2 separate regions of the Sander lucioperca genome follow, and region 2 is linked to region 1. The links are chromatin contacts, called in public Hi-C maps. All regions are on one chromosome and are shown on one strand. The core of a region is the stretch at or near the end of the contact, and the rest is flanking DNA. Distances in the headings are between cores, read along the strand shown. Region 1 holds the start of tube1 (tubulin epsilon chain). Region 2 holds the start of marcksa (myristoylated alanine-rich protein kinase C substrate a).

Region 1 (3,018 bases), core at 145-2,644:
GAAAAGTCTTTAAGTTCCATTCAGTTGGCTCAGGTGCTGCACCGAAACCTTATAATGGCAGGGAAAAAGAATCTGTTGACTACCATGTTAGGATAATGTATATAGGTGAATCTTAATACATTAGCCTTTGTGTAAAGGGCTGCACCCTCTTTATGATGTATTTTAAATTTAAATTTGTATTTTGTAACTCATGTTTATTCTTATTTATGTTTTCATATAGGCTATTGAGCATGCGTGTGTGAAGCACTTTGTAACTGCGTGTTTTTAAAAGGCCTACTGTATATTAATAAAGTGTTACTTACTGGCTTAGCCTACTTACTTTCTTGACAATTAGTTATTGTAGTAGTTCATTTTATTTCTGTTATAAAATGTATGCTCATTCTATTAGTTTTTTTTCTGTCTGTCTGTTGTTAGACAACTACTTGAAATAAATATAGTTAAACACTGCCCTCTACTGCATATACAGTGGATTTCTAAACCAAATAGAGAGGAAACTCCATACAGCCTGTAAACCCAAAACAAACAGCCGAGAAGTTAAGAAACGTGGAATATGATCATTTAAAGCATCTCTTCTGTCACAATTTATTAAATCAATAGCAGGCACACAACACATTATTTACACTCGTTCATTCATTCACTGTTTGGCATATTGTTGTCTAGGTAACCATCGTGATACAGTCGAAGATAGAGTGGTGTTTCTTTCACAGATGTCAACATAAACGTCCTAAATGGACCCAAGTTGATTTCCTGTTGCAGTGTATGTGAATGGCATCAACTGACAGGAAGTTAACAAGGGGCCAGGCTGTTGCCTAGCAATGGAATTCCATTGAAAAGGTCTATAGGCTACATTTGACTGATTCTACGAAAATATCTCTTCTCTTCTCTTCTCTCCAGAAGACGCTTTCTGTATTAAACTAATGACCAGTCTCATATTTATTTGGAGAGATGATGTAAAGTTGTGCGAAAGCCATAGATACAAATGCGGAAGCTACGTTTTTTAAAAAATTTTTTTTTATTTTACTTTATTATTTAAGTAAAGATACAATAACACAATGAGCACAGTGAATATATACCGATAAACATGAACAAAAATGGGTGTATAACATTTACAATGAAGAGGTTTTAAGGCATTTTAGATGTTTAGGGTCCGGACGGATTTCTTATATTTGTCAGTCCTTTTAAAGTTTTAAAATAAAATGTCGTTTTTAATATCGGTGAATATTCGGTTTTCTTTCAGACTATTTACATTAATGGATATAACATTTTCCAAATAAAATTAAAAGTATTCAAAATGAAAACATGGCATTTATCCAAATCATTTCCTTCATAGTAAAAAATAACGTCAAGTTTATAATTTTATTTTAGAGCCACACAACATCAACCCAAAACAATATGCGGAAGCTACGTTACGTGTACGCCGTTTCCATGGTAATACGTCATTAGCACTCGACCAAACACAGGGGAGGCGCGAGACGAAAGAATTGTTTAAAACTATTTACACAAAGTAGTTTCAGTGGAGAGTTATGGACAAATGTTAACATTACGTATGACTTAAATCCGCCTTCTAGAGGGGTGTGCGTGTTGCTGCGGCCATGACACAATCCGTTGTTGTCCAAGGTGAGTTCAGACTCCAGCGCATCTCGTTAAAGAGACGTAGCTAGCTAGCTAGCGTTAGCTTAGCTGTCACCTGCTGTGTTGCTAGCTAGGGGTTGTAGGTAACGTTAGGGTCCCCTCGTGGAAACATTTTCCTCACCTATGTTGTTACTGTAACTAACGTTACACTTTTAATTAACATAACATTAGGGTCCACTCGTGGAAACATTTCCCTTACTTATGTTGTTACTGTAACTAACGTTACACTTTGAATTCGTGTTCTTCAGTTGGTCAGTGTGGGAACCAGGTTGGCTGCAGGTTTTGGGATCTTGCTTTGCGAGAACATGCCCACGTCAATAAAGTAAGTGCTAACACACACACACACACACACACACACACACATACACATATCATTAAATAATTATTCACTTTACAGTCCCTGTGCTGTGCCCTTCATCAAGAGGAACACCAAAATAGACAGACAGAGAGAGACAAAAAGAGAGAGGGAGGTCTGCATGGAGTTATGAGATAGAAAAAGATTACAGTGGCAAAAGAGGAGGGCGTGGAGCAGAGGGGGGGGGGGGATTGAATGGATAGACAGGAAGATGGGGAAGAGGAGGAGTGAGTGAGTGGCAGGCTAATGATGGAAGGGGAAAGCCTCGGCTCGGCACTCCCAGCATGCCGTCCTGCCAGTGTCATGCAGCATCCCAACACACACACACACACACACACACACACACACACACACACACACACACACTAAAGCAAAGGTACACTTAACTAAGCCAAACACAATCCTACAGACAGTTACGGTACACTGTCCTCTTACATTTGCATGCATTGTATTTGATAAGACTGAAGGACCCCAATAAGAGACATTTTAACATGGCATAACAAGAAAAGCACAGGTGTAGCGTTAATAGCAATAATGATGGATGATGTGCTTTTTAACTGGGACTAGGATTTTGAATGGAATGGCTCAAACATCCATTAGTTTAATTACTTACACCTGTGCTTTTTTGGGTTATTGTGAGAGAAAATGTGTACCTTGGGAAAAGGTACTCACTAGTAGGACAGTTGTATCATAGGGTAATATGATTATATGTGCATGCCATCCATATCCTCACCAGCCCCCCCTCCCCTCAGTTGTTACTTGTATTCACTCCCACACATCCCATCCCTGCCAGGGTTAAACATTGAATTGGTACTGTGACCACTATATATTTAATATACTGTTTTATAACAATAGGACAATAAAAGATATATTTACATTGTTTTTGTAAGTCAGTTTTCAATCAGCACCTTTGTTTTTAACATACTATATATTAATTATTCCTCATATTCCTAATCATATCACAATTATTAGGAGGATTTCTGAAACATAATTTGCTGTGTATTTCTTACTTTGTGGATAGTCGGCTGAAA
Region 2 (3,018 bases), core at 330-2,829, 310 kb before region 1:
GCCAATAGGTAAGGCGACTCAGATTCAGTTAATACTAAGAATTCACTGTATTTTAATAGCTTAGTATTCTATGCAAAAAAAAGTCTGTATAAAAGGCTTTAGGCTGCCCTACACGTTATTGTAGGCCGAGTTTAATATGCAACTTAATTCTATACAATATATGTAGTAGGGGGGGCCTGCTCCGTCCTTGGTTTAAACAGCGTTGAAGACCCCTGCACTAGTCTACACGTTCTGGATTCTATTCATATTCTGAGAGAGAGAGAGTGGTCGCAGTGCCTCAACCGGATCGCAAGGGGTCGGTGCCGGGTCGCTGCAACAGTAAAGCAGCTGCTCATTAAAACAGCAGATGCTCATTAGTCCAGCAGATCACGGAGAGCACAGTTCAGATACATCTCCTAAGAAAGTATAACATCTAAAGCGGGGTTTCTGAATTGCGTATTCTTTAACAAAAATCCTAACTGTAAAAAAGGAGCGACGGAGAACAGCGGCAGCCTGCCTGTCTCTCTCTCCGGGGGCACCGCTGGCTCCGAGCCGCTGGCTCCCCTCCGGAGTGATAGCAGGCTGCCATCTCCACTTTCTATTCGAGCATCTGGAACAAAAGGAGTGGCGCTCCAAGCGCACACACAGCCTTTTGTCGGTGTCGCGCATCTTGTCTTATTCAGAAACTTTCCCCTCCAAATTACGATCGAGAGGCGACTTCATTCAAAGCCGAAGCTGTTCCATTATTATCCTGAATATCATTTTCTGGAGTGCATTTTACCAATCAGCCATTTAACACGCGATTTCATTCAAATCCTACAATTCAACAAAAGTGAATTTCTTTTATCAACAAAGAATCCAATCAAAGTGGCTTCCTCTTCTAAAATAAAAGCTCGTTTCTTTCAACATCCGCTCAACATACAGTTTACATGAAACAATGGGGATATATCAAATGCTCAACTGTTGCTCGTGAACTATAATGAATCAGATTTATTTTTTATTTTTTTAAACAAAGTGTTTCCATTTAGTTTCAACTCGCACCGCGGATCTCCATTCAATCTATCCACAATTACGCACGGGTTGCGCCGGCAGAGCGGCCACATTCTCCCCCGGACGGACAGGCGGATGGATGGATGGATGGATGGAAGAGCTGGATGATAAAATATCATTTACCTGTCCGTTGGTCTTGGTGGGTGAAGCAGCAGCCTCTCCGGGCTTCTCCGCCGCAGTTTCGGCCTTTCCAGTTGTCTTGGACAGTTGCGCTCCCATGCTTTTTTCGCTCCAACAAAGAAACTCAACCGATTCCACAAGAGAAAAAAACCCGAACAAAGACTCACAAGCCTCTTTGTTGAAACACAAAGCTCTTCGCTGATGTCTCCCTTTGTATGCACAGAGGAAAAAAAAGTTCACAGGGGGAAAAAGCAAAGTCCAGTTAGAGAGGGGTTTTTTCAACAAATAGCAGGAAAAAGCTGACAGGTAGGGAGAAGTAATAAAATCCCAGATTGGTGGCCGTGTCGGTGTAGACAGGCTGCAAAATGGAGAAATTCCCCTTGTTGCTAATAAGATGCGGAGTCCAACGCCCAAGTGAAGAGATGAATGGGCGCTCCGAGCGATGACGGCACCGCACTCGGATTCAGCCAATCACGGGCGCCGCTCGGAGCGTGGGCGGGGTTTGGGAAAGGGAGTGAACAATAGATTGTAGCGCTGCGTTCACGGTAAGCTGGGATAATACATTAAAAAAAAAATTAAAAAAAATCACTGGAATGACATCTTACCAAACCATGTGTTCATTTTGTTTTGCATTGAAATAAATACCCAACCACAATGATCAAATATGAAATACAACTTATCACAAGTACAGCTATACAACGAGATGTATAGCAAAGATATGGATCTTGTGCACCACAAGCTGAAATCAATATTTTATCACATTGTCCAGGACTTGAGGGGCTCTGAAATGAAAATACATCAATCAAAATATGTTTGTTTTTATTATTAATATTTGATATGTAGTTTTGTACAGTGGTGGACTGTAACTACATACATTTACTCCAGTACTACTTACGTAAAGTCATGCCACTTTCTGCTTCTACTCCGCTACATTTCAGAGAGAAATGTTTGCACGACTAAAACAACTTTTGAACGTACAGATTCCACCAAAACAAGTTCTTTCCTGAGACTATTTAGCAGAGGCACCGTGGCTCTGGCCGGCGCTAAGCCGCCCAAGACGATTGATTGGTTTAAAGAAATGCCAATAAACCAGAGCACGTTTGTCTCCCATCCCAGAATGCTGTGTGGACTAGCCAGACCTTCCTCCGCAGCGCTGTGGAGGAAGGTCGAGAGACTACACCCAATGAAACCAATGTGGTGAGAACACGGCAGGTTGCTGTTCACATTAGGGAACACCAATGGCCTGTGTGGTGAAATCTTGCATTTTGTGGTTTGACATCAAATAGCAGCATTACATTAGATCATTTCAAAGTCATTCATCTGAAAGTTGCCAAAATGATCCTCACTCCCAGTCGGAGCTTGTATATACAATTTATTTCATTGGCCTTGAATGCAGCACTGGAGATTATAGCATGAACTTGTTTTGGCCACACATTTTCTGCTTCGTAAGCCATATTTTGAAATAAAAAATCTGCACTCATCAGGATTTTTCGATATATTTGAATGCTTTCTTATTCTCGAATAGAATGAGCATTGTATTTACCAGTTGTACCTGGATTACCTGATGACGACACAATCCCTTGTACTAACGCTCCTCTAACCATCCACCTGGGCATGTTTTCCATCATCTGCCTGCACTTTTACAAGTATCACTTACATTTAGATGATAATAGTAATTGGAAACCTCTTCAGTTTCTATTAAAAACGATCAAAACCTCTTTCTTAACTGTGTGTGTGTGTGTGTGTGTGTGTGTGTGTGTGTGTGTGTGTGTGTGTGTGTGTGTGTGTGTGTGTGCGCTTATACCCATGAGAATGGATGGATGTGCTTAATAGTATAATAGTAAGACCTGTATGCCAATGGCCCATGAT

What was found. A called contact is a pair of places that touch in the nucleus more often than the background predicts.
Region 2: a Hi-C map of liver shows a contact between it and region 1, with 4 times the contacts expected there. The contact joins the promoter of marcksa here to the promoter of tube1 in region 1. A contact is called at or near these places in 2 of 2 Hi-C or Micro-C datasets (liver and muscle).

The regions. Positions count from the first base shown.
Region 1 is chr19:26,675,255-26,678,272 of SLUC_FBN_1.2, reverse strand. It overlaps tube1 (tubulin epsilon chain), which reads left to right and starts at 1,394. Exons shown (of 13, transcript XM_031285634.2): 1 at 1,394-1,617; 2 at 1,881-1,954. The coding sequence starts at 1,593.
Region 2 is chr19:26,984,093-26,987,110 of SLUC_FBN_1.2, reverse strand. marcksa (myristoylated alanine-rich protein kinase C substrate a) reads right to left here and starts at 1,579. Exons shown (of 2, transcript XM_031285675.2): 1 at 1,153-1,579. The coding sequence starts at 1,248.